4 separate regions of the Sus scrofa genome follow, and regions 1, 3 and 4 are each linked to region 2. A link is a contact called in public HiChIP or PLAC-seq data. All regions are on one chromosome and are shown on one strand. The core of a region is the stretch at or near the end of the contact, and the rest is flanking DNA. Distances in the headings are between cores, read along the strand shown.

The links. HiChIP or PLAC-seq counts read pairs in DNA pulled down with a chosen protein or histone mark.
Region 1: a contact with region 2 is called in an H3K27ac HiChIP or PLAC-seq map of alveolar macrophages. The contact joins two enhancer-like sites. A contact is called at or near these places in 3 of 47 Hi-C or Micro-C datasets (all in embryonic fibroblasts) and 1 of 2 datasets of contacts at active chromatin or transcription factors (alveolar macrophages).
Region 3: a contact with region 2 is called in an H3K27ac HiChIP or PLAC-seq map of alveolar macrophages. The contact joins two enhancer-like sites. A contact is called at or near these places in 2 of 47 Hi-C or Micro-C datasets (embryonic fibroblasts and fibroblasts) and 1 of 2 datasets of contacts at active chromatin or transcription factors (alveolar macrophages).
Region 4: an H3K27ac HiChIP or PLAC-seq map of alveolar macrophages shows a contact between it and region 2. The contact joins two enhancer-like sites. A contact is called at or near these places in 3 of 47 Hi-C or Micro-C datasets (all in embryonic fibroblasts) and 1 of 2 datasets of contacts at active chromatin or transcription factors (alveolar macrophages).

Annotation. Positions count from the first base shown.
Region 1 is chr13:157,310,381-157,313,100 of Sscrofa11.1, reverse strand. NXPE3 (NXPE family member 3) reads left to right here. Exons shown (of 7, transcript XM_003132693.4): 5 at 65-138. Among named protein-coding and RNA genes, the nearest start is that of NXPE3, 26 kb to the left of the region's middle. Within about 2 kb of position 1,415, at least 4 of the 83 cell types and tissues checked have an H3K27ac peak or open chromatin away from gene starts, as enhancers often do. A contact at or near this core is called in alveolar macrophages, where this site is marked.
Region 2 is chr13:157,073,891-157,076,604 of Sscrofa11.1, reverse strand. The region is part of intron 3 of LOC102162881 (a long non-coding RNA gene); the gene reads left to right. Among named protein-coding and RNA genes, the nearest start is that of NFKBIZ, 200 kb to the left of the region's middle. Within about 2 kb of position 1,409, at least 5 of the 83 cell types and tissues checked have an H3K27ac peak or open chromatin away from gene starts, as enhancers often do. A contact at or near this core is called in alveolar macrophages, where this site is marked.
Region 3 is chr13:156,899,999-156,902,733 of Sscrofa11.1, reverse strand. No RefSeq gene overlaps it. Among named protein-coding and RNA genes, the nearest start is that of ZPLD1, 220 kb to the right of the region's middle. Within about 2 kb of position 1,468, at least 6 of the 83 cell types and tissues checked have an H3K27ac peak or open chromatin away from gene starts, as enhancers often do. A contact at or near this core is called in alveolar macrophages, where this site is marked.
Region 4 is chr13:157,293,308-157,296,328 of Sscrofa11.1, reverse strand. No RefSeq gene overlaps it. Among named protein-coding and RNA genes, the nearest start is that of NFKBIZ, 22 kb to the right of the region's middle. Within about 2 kb of position 1,473, at least 47 of the 83 cell types and tissues checked have an H3K27ac peak or open chromatin away from gene starts, as enhancers often do. A contact at or near this core is called in alveolar macrophages, where this site is marked.

The DNA.
Region 1 (2,720 bases), core at 166-2,665, 240 kb before region 2:
AGATGCATTTTGGAAAGTAAATGTTCCTTAATCTAAGCTTATACTCTTTTTATTCCTCTTAAAGTGGTGTCAATATCAAAATGCCAATCAACTCCAGTGGACCTGACTGGGTGACTGTGATTCCCAGGAGTATAAAAGGTAAAGAGCAAAGAGCTGGATGATTTGTTGTTTTTCCTGCTAAGGGTTTTGAGGCTCTGCAGTTTCACTAATGTTACAAAACCCCTTTTTCCCCTTTAATATGCCCTGGTTGCTACTGAGCATAGTTTTAAATCCTTCCAGGCGATTTCGATCCACTAGTATAGGATATTATTAAAAGTAAAAGAATGAAGTTTAAAAGAGTAAATGTATGTGTTTTGTTTTTGCAGAATAGATATAATTATTCATAGTGACTTGTAGAAAGAAAGGCCGAATATTGTTAAAGAGGCTCATGGAGATGGCAGGTGATCCCTTTTTGGCCTTTTGGCTAAGATCAAGTGCAGATGGCACACGAGGTCCTTTTAGCTGTTGAAAGTGTGTATGTAGTATCCCACAGGGCGGATGATGTAAATGCTAATGCCACAGGTAGGTAACACGCAGGAATCCACCAGGATGGGTATTGGCTACGTGCATGCCTTGTGTAAATGGTGGGGAAGGAACCTTAGAGCAGGGACATTCTAAAGGGGGCAGCCTCTCAGTTCTGTGCATTGTTGCCACGCAGAAACGTAGACCTAGTGTGGGCAGATCTGTGGATTTTTTTTCCGTGAAAAACTGGAAGTCTTAATTTTTGATATGATGTCTCCAGATTTCAAAACATTGGTATCTAGGAGTTCCTGGTGTGGCTCAGTGGTTAACAAATCTGACTAGTATCCATGAGGATGTGGATTCGATTCCTGACCTCACTCAGTGGGTTAAGGATCCAGTGTTGCCGTGAGCTGTGGTGTAGGTCGCAGAGGCGGCTTGAATATGGCATTGCTGTGGCTCTGGCGTAGGCCGGTGGCTACAGCTACAATTCGACCCCTGGCCTGGGAACCTCCATACACTGTGGGTGTGGCTCTAAAAAGACAAAAAAAGAAAAAAACCAAAAAACCCAAAAAACTAACATTGGCATTCAGTTAAAAACTTTTAAAATATTGTGTGAGCTAAATAATATGGTCCAGCTGTAGGCAGGACAGTGCCAGTTTGTATCTCTGGTCTTCACTGTCATGTGCCACAAGAAATCCCAGTCTTTTCCTAATGAAGAGCTGTATTTCATTTACTTAAACCCAGTGAGTTATTAATTATAGAGGACAGAAATGTAAAACATCCCTATTGTCTGCTTGGCCCTCAACCCCACAGCTGAGATGTCAGTAAACATGGTACCTCCCAGTAGCACTGTACTCTTCACACTTAGGTCTGACACTGCAGGAGGCCCCATCCCACTACTGCATCTGTCCTTCTCTTCCACAGCCCTGGTTGTCTGACTTGCCCACCTTGTAATGTCTCTGACTGGCCAGTGGGATGGTCAGTAGGAGGAGGTTCAGATGATTCACTTGCACCTGACATGTCTTGGGGTTCAGCCAGGAAGGGGTTGTGGGTTTGTGATATACTCTTCTGTTGAGAGAGAAGATTCAGTAACTTGTGAGGCTTTTGATGGATTTTTAGAGGAAAAGAGCAACCATGAATCAGTAGGAACAGAGTAGCCTGGTTTTGAGAAAACCATCTCGGGACAGGTAGATAATTGGAAAGAAAATAGAAGGGAAATTGCTTTATTTAATGTCAAAGAACTCCCAGCTATGGAGTTCCTGTTGTGGTGTAGAGGAAACCAATCCGATTAGTATCCATGAGGATGTGGGTTCAATCCCTGGCTTGGCTTAGTGGGTGGGGGATCTGGTGTGGCTGTGAGCTGAGGTGTAGGTCCCAAACTTGGCTTGGGTCCCGCATTGCTGTGGCTGTGGTGTGGGTTGGCAGTTGTAGCTCAGATTCGACCCCTAGACTGAGGGCTTACATATGCTGCAGGTGTGGCCCTAAAAAGCAAAAAAAAAAAAAAAAAAAAAAAAAAGTCCAGCTTGGGGGAACTTCAAGAAGTTCACCTTAGTGACCAGCAGGGGGCACTTAAAGATCGTAAACGAAGGGCTCACGTTGTTCCTTCCATTCCTTCTTCCCTGTCTCCCTTCATTCCTTTTCCTCTTTTAAAAATGTTTTGTTCTCAGATAATTTTAGATTTAAGAGTTGTGAAACTATAGTACAAAGTTCCTGTATAGCTTTCACCCAACTTCCCCTAATGTTTGACATCTTAAGAAATCACAGAAACTTATCAAACCTAAGAATTTAACGTTAGTACAATATGATGATCTAAACTGCAGAGTTTTTTTGGATTGCATCAGTTTTTCCACTCATGTCCTTTCTTTGTTCCAGGATCCAGTGCAGATCTCACTTTGCATTTAATTGCACATTTCTTTTTATTTATTTATTTATTTATTTATTTAGTCTTTTTAGGGCCACACCCGTGGCATATGGAGGTTCCCTTCCAGGCTGGGGTCAGATCAGAGCTATAGCTGCTGGCCTATACCACAGCCACAGCCATGCGGGATCCTAGCTGCGTCTGTGACCTATAGCCACAACTCATGGCAATGCCAGATCCTTAACCTACTGAGCAAGGCCAGAGATTGAACCTGCGTCCCTGTGGATGATAGTCAGATCCGTTTCTGCTGAGCCAGGATGGGAACTCCCAAGTTGCTCATTTCTTCAATCTTCCTTCTGTG
Region 2 (2,714 bases), core at 160-2,659:
CCTTGGCAGCTTGCTTAGAGGGCCTAGGGCAGGAAAGCTTTATTTATCATTTTTACTGCTATTGCTTTTCCTCTTGGGAGACACAGCATTAAACAAAAAGAAGCCTTTTCCAGCTCACTTGAATATTCCCATTCCTGCTGCCCTAGAATAAACATGATCCGTTTGGATGTTCTGGCCAGTTACAGTGCAACTACTCATTCTTCAGTTCACACACCCCTCATTTGTCACCTGGAAACTGTGTTAGCCTTCAAACCTGTCTCCTTTCATTATTCTCTGATCTTGTCCACTTCTAAAACATTATCTGATGGTTCTTTTTCTAAGTGTACATCTAATCATACATTGCTCTTAATTTTTAAAAAAAGATTAAAAGAATTCTTTACTGACTTTGCATTTCTACAGGCTAGAATTAAAATTCCTTGCCTTGGACCACAACATTTTCATGATTTCCAGTGTTAATACTGAGAGTTAATAATTATTACGTATCTCATATGCTAGTCAACATAATAGGTCATTTCAGTTAATTCCTTTTCACCTTCACGACACTCTGTGAGGTTGGTCGTTTTAGTTCCATTTTTTAAAATGAGAAAGCTGAGCTGAGAGAGATTAAATAATTTCCCCAAAGATAATGAATTCCCTTCTATCACTGATTCTTCCTGTTCACACTTCCAGGCCCCAAACACTGAAATCCCCACTGAAACCAGCACTGACATATACACTACTATCCATTATGCCTCTTTGTCATCCTCACCCTGGGTCCTCTGCCTGCAGTAAGAAGAAATTTTACTTACTGGTCAATCTTTAATTAAGCCTCAAGGTCTAGATCTCTGCTTAATCTTCTCTAGGAGGCACCCTCTCTTGGGAATGAGTAATACTTGTGGACAGGTCACATTAGTAGATGGTGGACCCTAGGTGTGAAAGGTGTTCTCTGGCTCACTCCTCCCTCAGGGACTATTGATTCCATCAGAAGACAATCATCTCAGGAATTGGAGGAAGGGTCAGATACAGAGGAAGTTTTGATTATTGTGATATTCCCACTGCAGACCATCTGTACCTGCTGATGTTTTATCTTCTTTGAAAAAAATTGTTTTTGATATATCGAGACCAATGTGCTTGCACAAGAAGGAGCTAGTTCCCATGTAGTCAAGTGTCTAACAGAGAGATTTCTCTTATTTTCTAGATATGTTTTTTGAAATGAAAAAAAATCTAATTGTAGTAAGTTTGAGTAACATAAAATTGACTATCTTAACCATTTTTAAGTGTACCGTTCTATAGTGTTAAATATATTCATAATGTTGTGTGATCAAGCTCTAGAACCTTTACATTTTGCAAACTGAAACTGTTCCATTAAGAGATTCCCCATTTCCCCTCCCCCTAGCCCTGACAACCACCATTCTTCTTTCAGTTTCTGTAAGTCTGACTACTCTGGGTATTTCATGTAAGTGGAACCAAACACTGTCACTGGCTCATTTCACTTAGTACAATGTTCTCAAGTTTCTTTCAGGTTGTAGCATATGTCAGAATTCTTTCCTTTTAAGCCCAAATAATATTCCATTATAAGTATATGCCACATTTTGCTTATCCATTCATCTGTATATGGACATTTTTTAAAATTTTATTTTTTATTGTTTTTTTTTTTTTTTCTTTTTATGGCTGCACCTGTGGCATATGAAAGTTCCTGGGCTAGGGATCAAATTGGAGCTATAGCTGAAACCTGTTTCACAGCCATGGCAACACTGGCTCCAAGATGCATCTATGACCTATGCCATGGCTTGTGGCATCACACCAGATCCTTAACCCCCTGAGCCACAGTGGGAACTCCCTAGATGGACATTTGGATTGCTTCTATCCTTTGGCTATTGTGAACAATACTTCTATGAACATGGGGGTGCAAATATGTCTTTTGACATCCTGCTTTCAGTTTTGGAGGGTATAGTAGTTCCATTTTTAAATTTTTGAGGAACCTCCATACTATTTTCCATAATTGCTGCATCATTTTAGATTCCCACCAGCAGTTCCCAAGAGTTCTCCAACAGTTGCTATTTTATCTCTTGTTGGTTTGTTTTTGTTTGTAAAAGTAGTAGTTATCCTAATGTTTTAGGTATGGTTTTGAATCAAGACAAACTTTCTCTAAAAGTTAAGTTAGATGCTTTGTTTTACAGGCCTTTCTGACTCAAGGGTTACATATAATCCAAGATTGATAATTATTGTCCTCTGCCATTTTAATAAAAAATCAGTGGTAATAGAAAAATCACAAATGAGTAAAAAAAAAAAAAAAGCTAAAATCTTTATCCAAGCTAGTAATGCCTACATGAAACCAAGTGGTTTGGCCACAAAACCACAACCTATAAGCTACCCTCCTCCTGGAGACATTGTCCCTTAGGTACAGTCATAGTGTCTAAGAGGAACTAAGAAGTTTCTAGGGTGTTAGCCATAGAAATTTGACTTTATAAGTATAAGGTATCAGCAATTATCAAATTCCCCCAAAAAACCAACAGTTTCTGGGGGACAGGTGTTGTTCCTGTAAATTTTTTTTTATCTCTGGAATGCCTGACATTGTTCAAGGCCTATAGTAATTCATCAAAGAAATGCATGTATGATGCCTGCCATGTGTCAGTGAGTCAGCCTGGGAGTCACTGAGGCTATATCAGAGAATAAAATAGACAGAAATCTCTGCCTTCATGGATCTTAGAGCATAGCAGGGGGGGACTGACTAT
Region 3 (2,735 bases), core at 219-2,718, 170 kb after region 2:
TACATAAATTAAATAATTTAGAAACACATGGATACTGCAATAAATATGGTGTTTTTTTTCTGAAAAAAAAGAAAAAGAACTAAGACTGGCCAATTGTAACTCCTTGAGGAGAATAAGAAGAGATCACAGACAGTAGAAAAATTAAGGGTGTAGTGCAGTGGAAACCCTGAGAAAACAATAGGGGGTCAATCATGTTGGGTGCTGCTAAGCAGTTTCCTGGAATGAGGGTTGAAAAATGAGGGAGTTCCCTGGTGGCATAGTGGGTTAAAGATCTGGCATTGTCACTGCTATGGCTTGGGCTGCAGCTGTGGCACAGGATTGATTTCTGGGCCAAGAACTTCTGCATGCTTCAGGTGTGGCCAAAACCAAAAAACCAAAAAACAAAACCTCCCAATCATTCTGAGACCCTGCTCCTCCACTTGCATACTTTCTGGAACTAAAAGAGTCACCTAACATATTTGACTTTTACTTTTATCATATGCAAAGTATGGATGGCAGAGAAAAAGAGGTGTGGGTTAGGAAGTGCTAGGCATCTCATCCAGTGCTACATCTTACAAGGTAGGTGTTGAAGAAAATCTACATGATTTTCTACCAACTCTTAAAAGCTTGTTGTGATATATATGCACATATACTTAGCCATAAAAAAGAGTGAGATTAATACCATTTGCAGATGAACCTAGAGATTATCATACTAAGTGAAGAAAGCTAAACAGAAAAAGACAAATATATATGTGGAATCTAATATACATATTAACACATACAAATGAACACATGTACACATACAAATGAACTTACAAAACATAAAGAGACTCACAGACTCACAGACATGGAAAACAAACTTAAGGTCACCAAAAGGGAAGTCTGGGGGAGGGATAAATTAGGAGTTTGGAATTAATATATACACACTACTATATGTCAAATAGATAACCAACAAGGACCAACTGTACAGCACAGGGAACTATACTCAATATTTTTAATAACCTATAATGGAAAAGACTGAAAAAGTATATCTATATATAATACATATATGTTATGTATATTATATATATATGTATGTGTATATATATATATATATATATATATATATATATATATAAAACACTGAATCACTGTGCTGTATACCTGAACCTAACATGATATTGTAAATCAATTGTACTTCAATTAAAAATTAAAAAAAACTCTGATGTATGAGAATATGTATAATAACATTTTACCTCTCAGGACAGAAGAACAAATTTTCTGAGTCACTCTGTAAACTGGCATGTGCTAGGTATATAGAAGGCGGTATTTCTCCTTACCAAGACAATGAATGTCAAAGAGAATTTTTGTTGTGTACTTGTTGTGGCAGCTTTAAGGCAGATGTACCATAATGGTGATTCCTTGGAGAAGGAGCTGGGGACAAGGTGGTCAAGGCTGTGATCCAGAGTGTTAGTGCATCAGTATGTTGGCAGTTCAGAAGTCCCTGAGGCTTTAGGATTTGTCTCCCTCTAGTGTTATTTATGACAGCCACTAGGAAATATCTCCTTGTCCTCATACAACAGAGCTATCTGGAAGTTCTGCATAATCTGAAGCCCTAGGTCGGCGGTCAGTTCAGGACCCTGTGCAGCCCTCCCCTCAGCATGACTCTCAGAACCTCCTGTCATTTATTGCTGTCCCTGTTGCTGTCATTTATTGCTGTAACAGGAGATAGAGGAAAATGGAGGATGACCCCCTTCTGTAGGTCCGTGCTGTGGAGATGGTGCAAATGGTAAGAGAAGACAGGAAAGGAGGGAAGCAGAACATAAGCATATTGGCCATTTTCTGGAATTGGGCTTCCAACCAGAGTGAAATGGAAATACGGCAAAATCTGACACATTTTAAAAGGATAAAAGTCAGTATCTAGGTAAGAGACGATGGTGGTGCAGACGTAGCAGTAGAGGATATGTTTTGAGGATAGAGCCACCATCATTTCCTAACAGCTTTGACATAGAATGTGAGAGAAAGAAAGGAGGTAAATGTTGCTCCAAGAGTTTGAGCTTGGAGAACAGGAAGAATGGAAGTGAATGAGATGTACAGGGGACAGTGGAAAGTGAGGGAGCAGATTTGGGACAGAATATTGGAATTTCAAAAGTTGTCCATGAGGACATGAGTTTGATCCCTGACTTTGCTCAGTGGGTTAAGGATCCTATGTTGCTGTGAGCAGTGGTGTAAGTTGCAGATGTGGCTTGGATCTGGCGTGGCTGTGGTACAGGCTGGTGGCTAAAGCTACGATTTGACCCCTAGCCTGGGAAACTCCACATGCCATGGGTGCGGCCCTAAAAAGACATAAGACAAAAAGAAAAAAAAAAAAGTTTTATACATGTTGCATTTGCGATATCTGCTGGCCATTTAGAGATTCTGAGCAGGCAGTTGGATATATAAGTCTGTAGTTATACTGTAGACTGTATCTCTGGGGTGTTCTGCAGGGAGAAATCCTTAGGCCCTCAAGTTGCTATCCCATGCATTAGGGAGGCACACTCAGAGTACCTTGTTCAGGAACTCAGTTGAGTGTGTTTCTCAAGTGCAGGAAACTGACCTTGGGTTCTCATACAGAGCCTCCAAGCAGTGAATGCTCAATAAATGATGTTTAAATAGAGAACGCCTTAGCCATTGATGGGAAGCAAGGCCAGCCTTTGTCATTGGCCTATGGTGTCAGCTCTCTGGGGATGGTTTTGAAGATTCTGTCAAACATCCTCTCCCTCAAATTACTCTCTGTA
Region 4 (3,021 bases), core at 224-2,723, 220 kb before region 2:
AAGGGAGAATCCTTAATAAGGCCCTTCTATGCAAATTATATTTTATAGAAGAGAAACTTTAGTAGGTGTAAGTTTGGTTTCTAGTATGGTTCTTTTTTTTTTTTTTTGCCTTTTGTCTTTTTAGGGCCACACTCGTGGCATGTTAAGGTTCCCAGGCTGGGGGTCTAATTGGAGCTACAGCTGCTGGCCTACACCACAGTCGCAGCAACACCAGATCTGAGCCTCATCTATGACCTATACCACAGCTCACAGCAATGCTGGATCCTCAACCCACTGAGTGAGGCCAGGGATCGAACCCTCAACCTCATGGTTCCTGGTGGGATTTGTTTCTGCAGAGCCACGATGGGAATTCCTTTAATATGATTCCTTTTTACCATCTAAACAACCATCATTTTATTAAGTACCAATTGACTGATACTGCCCACCTTTGGGTATTAAGTTTCAGATTGATACATCAGGGTGGTTCACAAGAATGTATATTACAAGTCTTTATATCCATGTATTCCATGCCAGAGTTTTCTCTTTCTGGGCCCTGTTAAAAGAAATAACAATTACCCAGGGAGTACTGGGGGAATAAACACCCAAGGGAAACAACACACCCCCTTCCCCGATCTTTTTCTCTTTGGAAGTGAGATCACAGTTGCAGAGTTCTAGGAGCACCTAGGAATTCTGGAATGAGGGGTGATGGAGGTCACATCTTCAACCTTCACCACAGCTCAGGGCAACACTGGATGGATCCTTAAGCCACCAAACAAGGCCAGGGATCTAACCTGCGTCCTCATGGATGCTAGTTGGGTTCGTTAACTGCTGAGCCACGACAGGAACTCCGTATTTTGCTTTTTAATAGTCTTCAGGAAATGAAGTCAGGCTTCTTTTTTAAAAAAGATGTTCTGGTATCTAGATGCCCATTCCTAGTGGAGAACCATACATTTCCTGACTATAAAACTGGATTATAACACTGCCTAGGGAAGGAGGCAGTACAGAGATTACAGAAGAAAGTGTCCCAAAAGGAAAAGAAGCCACAGTGAAACCAAATGTCGTAGAAGAAATCCTCTCAGTATTGTGCAATGGTTCCTTCTCTGTTTAAAATCACCCCCACTCTACCCCACATGAAAGCAATATGACTTGTATGTTGAAGAACCACTGCTTTATGTGTATATTTGTCCTTTGTCAATGAAGGGCCATGGTAGAGATACTACTTTCTGATTGCCATTTTTGAAAAGCTGCGCTGTAGAAAGCACCCCTTTAGTCCCACCCCCACACATTTTGGGGCCATAGAGAAAACGCGAAAGAAAAAGAGACGGCGTGAATCCATAAACACGAGGCAACTCTAATGCCCGGCAGTGAGTTCATTGAGACCTTTTAAAAAGGCATCCCTAGCAAAAACCTTTTTGTTCATAGACTGGCTTCTGATTCCTCTGCTGGGTTCCAGTCCGGGTCTTGGAGCCAGCCATTGAGGGGAATGTCCGGGACTCCGGTCGGTACCTTTTTGGCCTGGGAATTTCCAGGGTGCAGAAAAAAAAGTCCACGAACCTAGTCCTCTCTGCTCCCTTCACGCCTCCTCCCTCCTCCTCTGTGCCCACGCAGCCCCTTTCGAATGAGAGCTCGACCTTATTCTGTATCTTAGAAAACGGGTCCTTAGCTTCCCCCGCCCTTATCCTCTTTAGAGGGGTGAACAGAAAGCGATCCCTATAAAGGGGGACGTGGAGAGGGGCTGGCTTCTCTTGCCACGAGGGCAGACACTGGGTTCTTAGAGAAAAAGGCTGCTTAACTGCTGCTGCTTATCATGTAACCTCAAAAGGAAACTGATCATTTTTCTCATGCTCTCACGTACTTGGGTTATTATCGCTGATTACAGCTGGAAACAGTTGATTTGCCTTTACGTATCTGTATGATTTGACTCTTCAAACACAAAGGTATATTTTTATTATTTGATATTTAGTATGAAAAAGTTTCGTAAATGTTAAGCTTTTTTTCCTTTCTTTTCACGTATTTAGATGCCTTAATTTGGAGTCACTTTTTGATATTTGGGTGATCATTCTTGTTTGGGGGCAAAATATTAGGGGGCAGTTTTGGGGGGAGGGAAAACTCAGGATGTTTTTATAGTTTGGTAATGGCTATGAATCATGTATGTTTGCTGTGAAGGCCCAGGAAAGACTAAGATGCTGGGGACAGGCTGGGTGATGAAAGTATCCTAAATCTAATGTAAAAACTTACATTTAACCAGGAAAGTAGATCTGTGATACTGCTAGGCAGAAATCTCCCAAGAGGTTCGAGTATGTGTTTAGAGATATACTTTCTTAACAAGGGTAGTCATAGAACTATATCTTTATGGAAAAATATATCCAAGTAGATCAAAATGTTGTACAGCATGTAATTCTTGTATATTACGTCTTAAAATTAAAGACAGTATTAAAAGACCATTTTATGAATGAAGGAAGCCTTGAAATTTGATAACTTGGCTGGACCCCTAGATCTATTACAGTCTGGGATTTTGTGTTAATAAAAGGGCCTTTCTAGGTAGAATGGTTGAGACTCTCTCCATGAGGATTAGTGAACTTGCTGTCATGGGGTGTGGGGGTATCTCAGAGGATGACATTTATTATGTAAGTTTTAAGTACTTGGTAATATGTATCCCCACACTTAATATCAGGCATCTAAAGAAACACATTATCTGGCCAGGTGGAATTTTTTTTTTTCCTTTCTTAGTAGGTTGTTTACACAATAAAAGGAGATAACATTTTCCAAGGCCTATTGACTACCCTCAACAATTCCCACTGGAGGAGGGATCAGCCACACAGATCATCTGAACATGCAGCTACCCTTAAAGTCTTTTTGACTTCAGAATACAATGTATGATCCACACCCATTTCTATTATCAGATGATTTTGCTTTGACTAAAGACACAGGTGGGTAGGGTGCAAGTGCTTTAGAGACAGTCTGGGATGAGTTAGCACCAGAAATTGGTGCACAACAAATGTTAAATGTTTGGCACTTTCCTTCCCAGCATGGAGGTGGTGA